3 separate regions of the Mus musculus genome follow, and regions 2 and 3 are each linked to region 1. A link is a contact called in public Hi-C and HiChIP or PLAC-seq data. All regions are on one chromosome and are shown on one strand. Each heading gives the region's core, a stretch centred on a gene start, on an enhancer-like site or on the middle of the called end of the contact. The rest is flanking DNA. Distances are from core to core; before and after follow the strand shown. Region 1 overlaps Ica1 (islet cell autoantigen 1). Region 2 overlaps Umad1 (UMAP1-MVP12 associated (UMA) domain containing 1). Region 3 overlaps Umad1 (UMAP1-MVP12 associated (UMA) domain containing 1).

What was found. A called contact is a pair of places that touch in the nucleus more often than the background predicts. HiChIP or PLAC-seq counts read pairs in DNA pulled down with a chosen protein or histone mark.
Region 2: a contact with region 1 is called in a Hi-C map of Th1 cells, with 3 times the contacts expected there. The contact joins two enhancer-like sites. A contact is called at or near these places in 5 of 39 promoter capture datasets (the C10 cell line, the HPC-7 cell line, hippocampal neurons and 2 more), 3 of 15 datasets of contacts at CTCF or cohesin (the NIH/3T3 cell line, large pre-B cells and pro-B cells), 12 of 484 Hi-C or Micro-C datasets (B cells, the G1E-ER4 cell line, Th1 cells and 7 more), 4 of 115 datasets of contacts at active chromatin or transcription factors (CD8 T cells, embryonic stem cells, regulatory T cells and 1 more) and 2 of 9 other capture datasets (adipose tissue and embryonic stem cells).
Region 3: a contact with region 1 is called in an H3K27ac HiChIP or PLAC-seq map of regulatory T cells, with 4 times the contacts expected there. The contact joins two enhancer-like sites. A contact is called at or near these places in 6 of 39 promoter capture datasets (the C10 cell line, the HPC-7 cell line, hippocampal neurons and 3 more), 1 of 15 datasets of contacts at CTCF or cohesin (large pre-B cells), 4 of 484 Hi-C or Micro-C datasets (the C2C12 cell line, embryonic stem cells, myocytes and 1 more) and 1 of 115 datasets of contacts at active chromatin or transcription factors (regulatory T cells).

The regions. Positions count from the first base shown.
Region 1 is chr6:8,731,050-8,734,117 of GRCm38.p6, reverse strand. The region is part of intron 6 of Ica1 (islet cell autoantigen 1); the gene reads left to right. Among named protein-coding and RNA genes, the nearest start is that of Ica1, 46 kb to the left of the region's middle. Within about 2 kb of position 1,442, at least 60 of the 459 cell types and tissues checked have an H3K27ac peak or open chromatin away from gene starts, as enhancers often do. A contact at or near this core is called in CD8 T cells, Th1 cells, granulosa cells and 1 more, where this site is marked.
Region 2 is chr6:8,349,500-8,352,567 of GRCm38.p6, reverse strand. The region is part of intron 2 of Umad1 (UMAP1-MVP12 associated (UMA) domain containing 1); the gene reads right to left. Among named protein-coding and RNA genes, the nearest start is that of Gm46952, 5.5 kb to the right of the region's middle. Within about 2 kb of position 1,452, at least 80 of the 459 cell types and tissues checked have an H3K27ac peak or open chromatin away from gene starts, as enhancers often do. A contact at or near this core is called in CD8 T cells, Th1 cells, granulosa cells and 1 more, where this site is marked.
Region 3 is chr6:8,373,889-8,376,956 of GRCm38.p6, reverse strand. It overlaps Umad1 (UMAP1-MVP12 associated (UMA) domain containing 1), which reads right to left. Exons shown (of 4, transcript NM_001302354.1): 3 at 2,990-3,051. Among named protein-coding and RNA genes, the nearest start is that of Gm46952, 30 kb to the right of the region's middle. Within about 2 kb of position 1,541, at least 19 of the 459 cell types and tissues checked have an H3K27ac peak or open chromatin away from gene starts, as enhancers often do. A contact at or near this core is called in regulatory T cells, where this site is marked.

The DNA.
Region 1 (3,068 bases), core at 193-2,692:
ATAGTATGGTAGTTCTTGTTTGTCAACTTGACGTCTAGAATCACCTAGGAGCTGGTCTCTGGGCTGAGCCTGACAAGATAGTGTTATCTTAATTACATTCATTGATGTGGGGAGACCCATCTTAATTGTAGACTGAACCATTTCATGGCTTGGGTCCTGGAGTGAATGAAGAAAAGAGGGAGAGTTGAGAGAGCAGACGATTTTCTTCTGCCTGTGAGAGCAATATGACCAGCTACTTCAAGCTCCTGCCGCCTTGATTTGCTTTTATGATAGGCTGTGCCTTGAACAATAAGCTAAAAGAAACCCATCCGCCATACAGTTGCTTTTGTCAACAGAAAAGAAACCAAGACAAATAGAAAGGACCTGGACAGAGGGGTGGGAAACAGCAGTGGTTAGCTGAGGAGTCAATGTGGGCAAAGGCCCGAGGTAGAAGCAATAGAACTCCTAGAAGCAGCATCAAGTGATGTAAATGTAGAGACATAGGTGCCTAAGCAACATGGCCTGAGAGACAAGCAAGACTAGAGAAAGAGATATAGATACACAGACACACATGCACATGCGCGAATGCGTGTACGCGCGCACACGCAAACATATTCTAGGCCTTCTAGGATCTGTGAGTGATATATGGTGGGATTCTTAGACCTGTCTGACTCCATTTGAAAGTACAAAATACACACACACACACACACACACACACACACACACACACACACACACAAATCTGTAAGGAGGGAGTGGAAAAAGTGTTGAGAAAGGGATGGGTGTTACAAAATTTGTGTTCACAACTCAGTCAGATGTCATGTTAGAACAGGGAGCAGAAGAGTAGAAACCAAATAAAATATGGCACACCTGGGTCCTGGCAGGATGAAGACCAGAGAGAAACACAGTCTGACCTCTGGTAGACTCAGTAAAGCGTCACTTTGATTACAAAGCCAGAATAAACATAAATGAAAGTCAAATTGGAAGGGAATTTTCACCTCCAACATTGGGTTAATTTCCCCCCCTAGCATTTCTCAAATGTCTTGAAACCTTTTATACAGCACAGTCACGAGTGCGCAAGACAGAGCTGGTGAGTGAAAGTTTCACATAAAACAAAGCAAATGATCTGGCACTCTCTGAAGCCCAGGGGCTAGAGATGGCTCCGCACATCAACATTAGGAGTTGTGACTAAGTGTTCCTGTCAGAGAACTGAGGACACAGAGACCAAAGCTTGCTCCTAGCCCTCTGCAAGAGCCCTGCTAGTCATCTGCTCCTTGTCAAAATGACTCGGAGAAAAGAGATATATGGAGAGTCAGGGCCACATGGAGCAGCTCTCCAGGCTACCTCGTAGGAACCCAAGGGTGGATTTATGTAGGTGGGGCTGCTTGTCCCTGTACTGTAGGAGGCTCCTCCTCACATCATGGTTCACCCTAGTACCACGCGGTATTTTATGAGTGAGGTTAGTGTGTGATATATGTGCCCTTTGAAGGTAGAGTAAGAGGGTAGGATTTAAAAATAGAACCCAGCTTCTCATAGCAGATTACATCAGCTGAAGCTGAGAGCCCAGCAGAGCCTCTGAAGTCTGTGCCCTTGAGAGCCTCTGTGGTCAATTAAGTGTCTTGTTTTTCTTGAACGTCAGAAATGGGATGGGAGGTAATTATTCTAAATGGAATAAAAGCTAGCCTAGGTGTAAGAAAATAGTTCTGAAGCCTCTAAAGAGATAGCATGGAAATGTATATGTGGGCATTTGTAGGACTCAGCCTTTATAGTCAAGGGTGCAGGAACCACTGCCTTAACCTGAGCCATTTACTAAATAGTTTAATTAAATCCTGCAGCATTAGCTCAGTGTTTCATTACAGTAATTCAAAGGGATCTCTGAAAGGCATTCTGGGAACTGTGAGTGATACAGGGTGGGATTCTTAGGCCTGTCTGTCTCCGTTAGAAATACCATTAGGTTGTAGAGCCCTGTTAATCCACTGGTCATGTCATCAAAGGACACGGTACACTAAGGCTTATTAACAAGCATGGGCAGTCTACTAGGTAGGACCTTCCTTAGAGACACCAGTCTGTAGTGACCCTGTGTCCCAGTGGTGACAGTCTGAGTCAAAGAGTTTGTTCTACAACTGATAAACAGCAGTATTGGTAATAGATGTTTCATTTTTTTTTCCCCTGTGAACAAAGACTTGGGTTAATTAATTTGACAGTTTTATTAATTACTGCTGAAATCGTTGGTTCTTGTCAGAGGTCAGGCTCTTTCAGCAATTGAGGGCAGGTCCCCGGGGAGTCGAGCCTCTAAGTATTACAGGCTTGCTCCACTCCCCTTTCTCCTGGCCCTGTGATAGAGGCCTTCAGGGTATGCCTTGCATCTCCACTCTGTGGATAAAACCAGTTTGTACTTCCATTCAAAGCCTGAGTAGGTCTGAGCCCCACCAGCAGCCAGGGTTGACTGAATAGGTAATCTTTTGTTTGGTCTGTACAGTGGGCAGATGTTAAGTAAGCAGAACTTTAACCTTCCTGGGCTTTTCTTTGTTCCTGTTTAAAAAAAAAAAGGGGGGGGGGCGCGCGCCTGACTCCATTGTCTCTTCTGCCTCTGCTCATTGTACAATTCTACATATGGGTTGAGCCCTTTTATGAAGTGAGGTGAAAATTCTTTTTATAAAGTTAATGCTCTTTTAAAATGTATCTGTTTCATAGTTTGTAGTGTTTGTTGGTTCGTTTTGGTATGTGCCCGTGTTTGTTTGCTTTAGATGTCTGACTGGAGCAGTTGTTATTTGTGGGTCCCCCCAAGCACAGTGAATCTTGCTGCCAAAATGCCACAGGAAAAGCCTAAATTTTCACATGGTACAACTTGGAAGGGAACTCATAATTACGGGCTGGCTTTCGACTCTGGCTCTCCTAGGATGAGGCCTTTGGGCCTTGGTGTCTCTGTATTGGTTTTTCTCCCTCCCTGCTTGAGGGCTACACTAAGACTAGACTAACACCCTCAGAAGAGATACCGCTGGCAGAGCTGGCGGCTGCGGCCCCTGACTGCAAACAGGAAGGAGTATGGAGCCTGTGTCCTAGAGTCAAGCTCCCCACACTGCCTACAC
Region 2 (3,068 bases), core at 203-2,702, 380 kb after region 1:
GGGGACAGCAAGGGCTTGTGAACTGGTGCTTAGTGGGCTCCTTAAGAACCAGGATATAAAAATAAGGTTGAGGCATATATCTGCATTTTGCAACCAAATTGCCCGATATCTGACAGGTAAAGTGGTTAGAGGTCACATCTGTAAATTACTGTACACTGAGATGGCAGAACAATTTGTGTTTAAAAGCTTCTGTGTGTCCCAATTTATTTACTACAGTCAAAGAGTCGCTATGATTTAAGTTGGAAACTCCAAAGTATATTTTAATCACACATACACACACACACAGTAATTTAAACACTTTAGAGCTCATGCCTCTTTTAATTTATATAAATCATATATATTTACAAACATGAGATACTGTACAAATACATATACTGAGAAAACAAAGACTGTCATCTAAGTGTACAGTAATTTACAGATGTAAGTTCTAAGATCTCTTCGTACATGTGCATTGAGTAGGGACCCTGGGGCACCATTTCCTCCTCCTGAGCGTGGGGACCTTAAGTGGACCTAAGTGGACTGTGGCTACTATCAGCCACCCTCTCCATGGTCTGGATACGTTCCTTGCTTTAAAACCCTACCCTCAAGTCTATTTGTATGTCTGTCTCCCCCAATCCTCCCAGTGTGTGTGTCTGTGTGTGTGTGTGTGTGTGTGTGTGTGTGTGTGTGTGGTGTGTAAGGCTAAGGATGTAACCTCTTTCACTGGAAAAAGTGTGTGTGGCAGTGAAATGTAAATCTAACACGTGAGCACATGTATGACCTTTCACTTCAGCAGGAACACTGTTGCATGCGACAATCCCTTTCTCATACAAGACAATAATCTCCTGATTTAATAAACAGGTTTCCTGTGAAAACAACATCCTGTCTGCTAGAGTGATTGTACCTTTAACCATGCTGTCACCCAGCCCTCCATATGTCACCTACTAACAAATAACTTTTCCAGACTCTCATTTACAAAGTGTTTCTTTCCTGAAATGGTGGCTGTATATGCTTAGGCAAAGATGGTTCTTGTTAACTATGGGTCACTAATGATGGCAGTTGTAACTGAGACTTGGGAATAAGACAATGCAACAGATAGTTAAGGAATACATATAGTTTGGTCATAGTTTGTAGGAAGTTGGCTATGTAATTCTCAGAAAATCTTTAAAAACTGCCAAAGCTACACACAGAACACACATATATACTTTGTATTGGCCATATTTTTCTGTGGGTGTTTTTCAGGCTTCTTTGTGGTTCTTCTCCACTTTCCTGTTACTCTCTCTAGGGCTAGACTTTCTTACTCATCTCTAGGGGATCTTAGCCAAAACTGTAACTCAGAATATACCAACACAATTCTGACTATAAAAGCAATTGCTAAAGACAAACCTTTTCTTGGGTTACAAGGCCATCCATTCCAGCCTGCTGACTATTTACTTGGTCCACGTCTCCGTGGCAGTTAACCTTAGTGCTTTCCACAGTCCCTCCTTATCTCTCGGCAGAACTAGCCCTGCTTCTGTGCATGTTCACAATGGCAGTGAATCACCATGCACTGTGCTTTCTTTTCAGTTCATTAGCAGTCTCTCCCAAACCTGCCTCCTAGTCTCTATCACCTTCATTCGCTACCCCTATAATTGGTACCAAGTTTCAGTCTCTCTAGTCCCAGCTATATCTATTAGGCCAATTTCCTCACCCTCTTCTGATTTTATTTTGCGGCCATAAAGAACATGCTAAGTTATCATGGACATGCAACTTCCTTTATACAAATTTATTTCCATGTACCTCATCTGCTTTTCTTCATCTTCCTTTATTCTTTATGGAACAAAAGGGATATTCTACAATGAATGTCATTAGTTGCAGCCAACTTGCTAGTAGGTCAATAAGTTGCATACAAAGTCTGTACACTATAAACTATTGATTATGGAGAAGAGCCGACTAGACGAGGGGAGAAGAGAGCATAAGCTCATGGGAAGAAGTGGTGGTCCAGGGATGATATTGCAGAAAGCAAACCACACACAGGAGAACTGGGGAGATTCAACCCAGAGTACCCTTCTAATACATCTGGTGAGAATTTAGGAAATCTCTTCTAAAAGATCAGGGCGGAGGTTGTATCCATTTTCTTCACAGAGACAAAGGCTCTCACTGTTTCAGAAAGGCTATTCCACTGTTTCCTGAGGTACGGAAAAATGTAGTTTTGTAGCCAATGATAAATTTTCACTTAAATTTGCTAAACTTATTATAAGAGTACTAGGTAAACGAAACAGAAAATAAGTAAACAACTACGTAAACAGAATATAGGACCCAATCAAAATGAGTTCAAAGTCTCTTACCTTCTGAGATTGCAACCAAAAATAAAAATACATTTCTAAGAACAGCTTTATAGTAAGAGGGAAATTCATAATGAAAAAGAAGGTGTGGTGAGGGGAAGAGGCTGGTATTTATATATCTAATGGAATGTAGTGTCAAGCCATGAAAAGGCCCAGAAGTATACAGGAGTGAGAGGCGGTGGGTAGAGCCAGAGCCAGAATGCTCAGGTCTCATCACAGCCTCACTTCTTACACTGCTGCAACGCAGGGCGAGCTAGGTCTTTTCAGCACCTTCTTATAGAATATGCATAACAGCAGTGTCTACCTCAAAAGCTGCTTTGAGGATTAAAGTCATAAGGAAAAGCATTTAGCCCGAAGTATAAACTTCAGTGCTGTGAAGTGGTGCTGGCTGCTGAGGCCAGTGTGGCCTGGAGCTGCTTAGTGGGCTACAGAAGCCATGCCAGCCATGGAGGATTCCTTGAAAGATGTTCATCAAACTGTATAAAAATGCTGCTTTCAGGCATTTCCACACTTGAGACCAAAGTAAACGAGCTTAGGAATGCATAATGTTTAAGCCTATTTTAAGCTAAGAACTTAATTTCTTGGAATGCTCACATTCACAAAACATAGTAGAAATTGTCTTTGGGGCCACACCCTCATGGCATCTCCTGGGTAGAAAAATTTCAAAAGACTGGGCTTGTTTTGAGGGTCTGCCTTTCCCCAGGCTGGAGGCTACAGGAATGAGTAGGATGGAAACCTCACTGGAGAAGGTGAGGGCTTCTGCTG
Region 3 (3,068 bases), core at 292-2,791, 360 kb after region 1:
CATTTTAGAGGTACTGAAGAAAGAGATCTGGGAAAGAAACAGTGATCCAGTAACAGTCAAGTGCACAGATGAGGACCTAGCTGAGGGAAAAGAAGCCTGCTATGAAAATGCTCAGTAGGTAGATTCATCAGGACTTGATGAGGAGGTAAGACAAATGCATCCAAATGACATTCGGCTTTCTTATTTGGTTGTTGAATCAATTGCTAACATATTTTTTTGAAAGGACTTTGTATATACCAGATGTGAATCTGAGTTATAAGGTCTATTTTAATTCTAACAGGTGGTAAATAAATGATCAGAAACAGAGATAACTGTAGTGGAGAAGATGAAACAAAGTTATGTGGTGGCGACTGGGGGTGTGACACTTCAGCAGAGATAGTCATGAGAAAGGCTAGCAAAATAAATGATAGTTTCTATGACAACGAAGAGCCAAGGCAAGCTCTGGTAAGGAGCATGAGTGCCAGCAGCCAACAGGACAAGAAGAGAAAGAGCTCAGCATCATGAAATGACAGGAAGGCCAGTGGCCCAGACGGAAGGCTGGGGCATGGCGAGGAATGAGAATGGAAGGGGAAGGGGTTCCTGGAGCCCGCTCTAGGCTTAAGTGCTCATTCTCCTTAGTGAGAACTCAGCTAGTCTCAAGCCAATAAACAGTGTGCCTGACATTTACTTTGGTTTGCTATGTTACCAGTAGGCTCTAAGGGAACACTGGAGGTAGAAACCTGGCACAAGTGGTGGCTTTGTGTTCTAACAGTGGCAAGGCTGAGGGACTGCTGGAATCCAGAGGCTAGGATGACAAGACATGAAAGAGATAAAAAGGAATGTGAAGGACAGAGTGGAGCCAAGGATGCCTCAGGGATTCAGTTCTACACCTGCCATAGATAATGGTGATATGTCGAGATGATGAAAACTTGGACAGAGATGCTTTGGGGCTGCAAAAATCAACAAGTAGACCTCTCCATGGTCAAGTGAAGGTTGAAATGTTTAGATATAAGTAAAATGCAGTCTGCTGGCTAGACAGTCCCATACTCAGGGCCATAGGCTCATACATACTACACTCACTGTGGGAGTTGTGAGTCTCTCACCAGAGCTTAAAACTCCCAGATTAGATGATAGTTTTTTTCTACGTGAAGGTATAAGCAGTACAGACTATACAACAATGTTTTCATTGTTGGGTTTTTAAAGAAGAGAAATAAAGAATTCTATTTTAGGTGTTTAAGGTAAAGACAAATAATTTTGACTTTTTTATGATAAACCATAGATAGCCTCTTATGATTTAACTATGTGGTTTCCTCTGGAGCACCCGTTTCTTTTGTGCTCTCTGATAGCGAACACTGGTTGTTCCATTGCTCAGAAAGCACTTCTAACTCATCTGAGTATGTACACTGCCTCTGAGGTACTAATGGAAAGTCTAGAACACAGCCTGACAATGAGCTAGCTCAATTCCCTGGTGACTCTGAATGCTCCTTTCCTTAAGAAGGAGCCTTGGAAGACTCCAGACCGACAAGTAAACTGTCAAGCTGTATAGACATATCCAGTACATCCTTTATTATGCTGCAGTTCCTCCCACCCCCACCTGTTTGGTTTGACATGTGGAAACTGAATTCTTAATGTAATAGCATTAAGAGATGTGGCTTTGGGGAGATAATTAGGTCGTGAGGGTGGAACCTTCATAAGGTGGACTGTTTCCTTTAATAAGGGGTGACGGTCAAAGCTCCATGTGATGACACAAGAAGGAACCACCCATGAACTAAAAAAGCAGGCTCTCTTATCTGATAGCAAAGTTGCTAGCACCTTGATGTTGGGGTTCCCAGTTCTGGAACTTAAAATGACTTCCTACTGTCTGTAAGCCAGTATACAGTATGGCGCTTTGTAACAGTAACCTGATAAAGACACTAAGCAATTAGAACTTACAAAGTCATGGTGGCTACTTCCTGAGCCTCCAGCAGAGCAGTGCTTTATTCTGATCACAGGGGGTCACATGGTCAACACTGAGCAGTGCTTTATTCCAATCACAGGGGGTCACATGGTCAACACTGAGCTCTCGCTCTGTGCTTGAAGTGAAGTGAAATTGAAGAGATCACGTGCTTGGTGCACAAGGTAGATAGTTTCTTTCTTGCATCCATTTCTTTCATCATTATCTACCCAGTTCTTTGTACTGTGTCTTAGGTATAGTCACGGTTTAGTAAATATTTGTGGAATGAATGAATGAAAGAATAAATGCAGGTAAGTAAAAAAATAAAATGATTTTTCTTCCTATTCATCAGTTTAAGTAAGTTTTCCCTTGATTATAAAACATTTGCTTAGTGAAAATTATTAAAAATCCCTTAAAATAAAGGCAACTTTCTACTTGTAGCTCATTATTAATTAATGAATTGTAATGAATGTATTCATTTGACAGTCTTCTTGGGCACACACTCTGGATCCTGTGCTGAGACAGACAGGGCAGACCCTGACCTCACTGATGCACGTGCTTTCGTGCTGCAGGAAGACGTGCGAATGAGTCACTGTGCAGAAAGCTGCACAATCACGCCGATCTCTTCCACCTAAGTAGTAAACTAATGCCCAACATTCCCCTAAGCCTTAAAGATAATTACTTCAGTGATTAGATACTATTAATACATTGTGCATAGAGAACCCTAACATACTAACATTCCCTCCAGGATAAAACAACTTTTTTACGGAAAAAGAAGACATAAACTGTTTTTCTCCAGAATAGTCGAGAAATATTGTCTGACAATAGAATTCTCAAAATTCTCTCAAAAATAGACTGCTCTAACTCAAGAACTCTACTTTTCTCTCTTACCCCCTCCTCTTTCATTTCTTGACCCAGAAACCCCACAAGAGCTGGGCAGCCTCTCCCAGCAGCTAGCTCAGCGCTGCTCTCACTGACCCCCGGCTTCTCCGTGTGAGTTGTTGCTGTGAATCAGCCAGAGACTCTGCACGCAGAGCCATCGGTTGCATCCCGGGATTCCCGCTGCCTTTTCCTTACCTCCAAAGCCTGGCTGCCTTCTGCTTCAGAAGTTTTACATCTCACTTCATTTGCTGTAGCTCCTATAAGACAGAGGAGA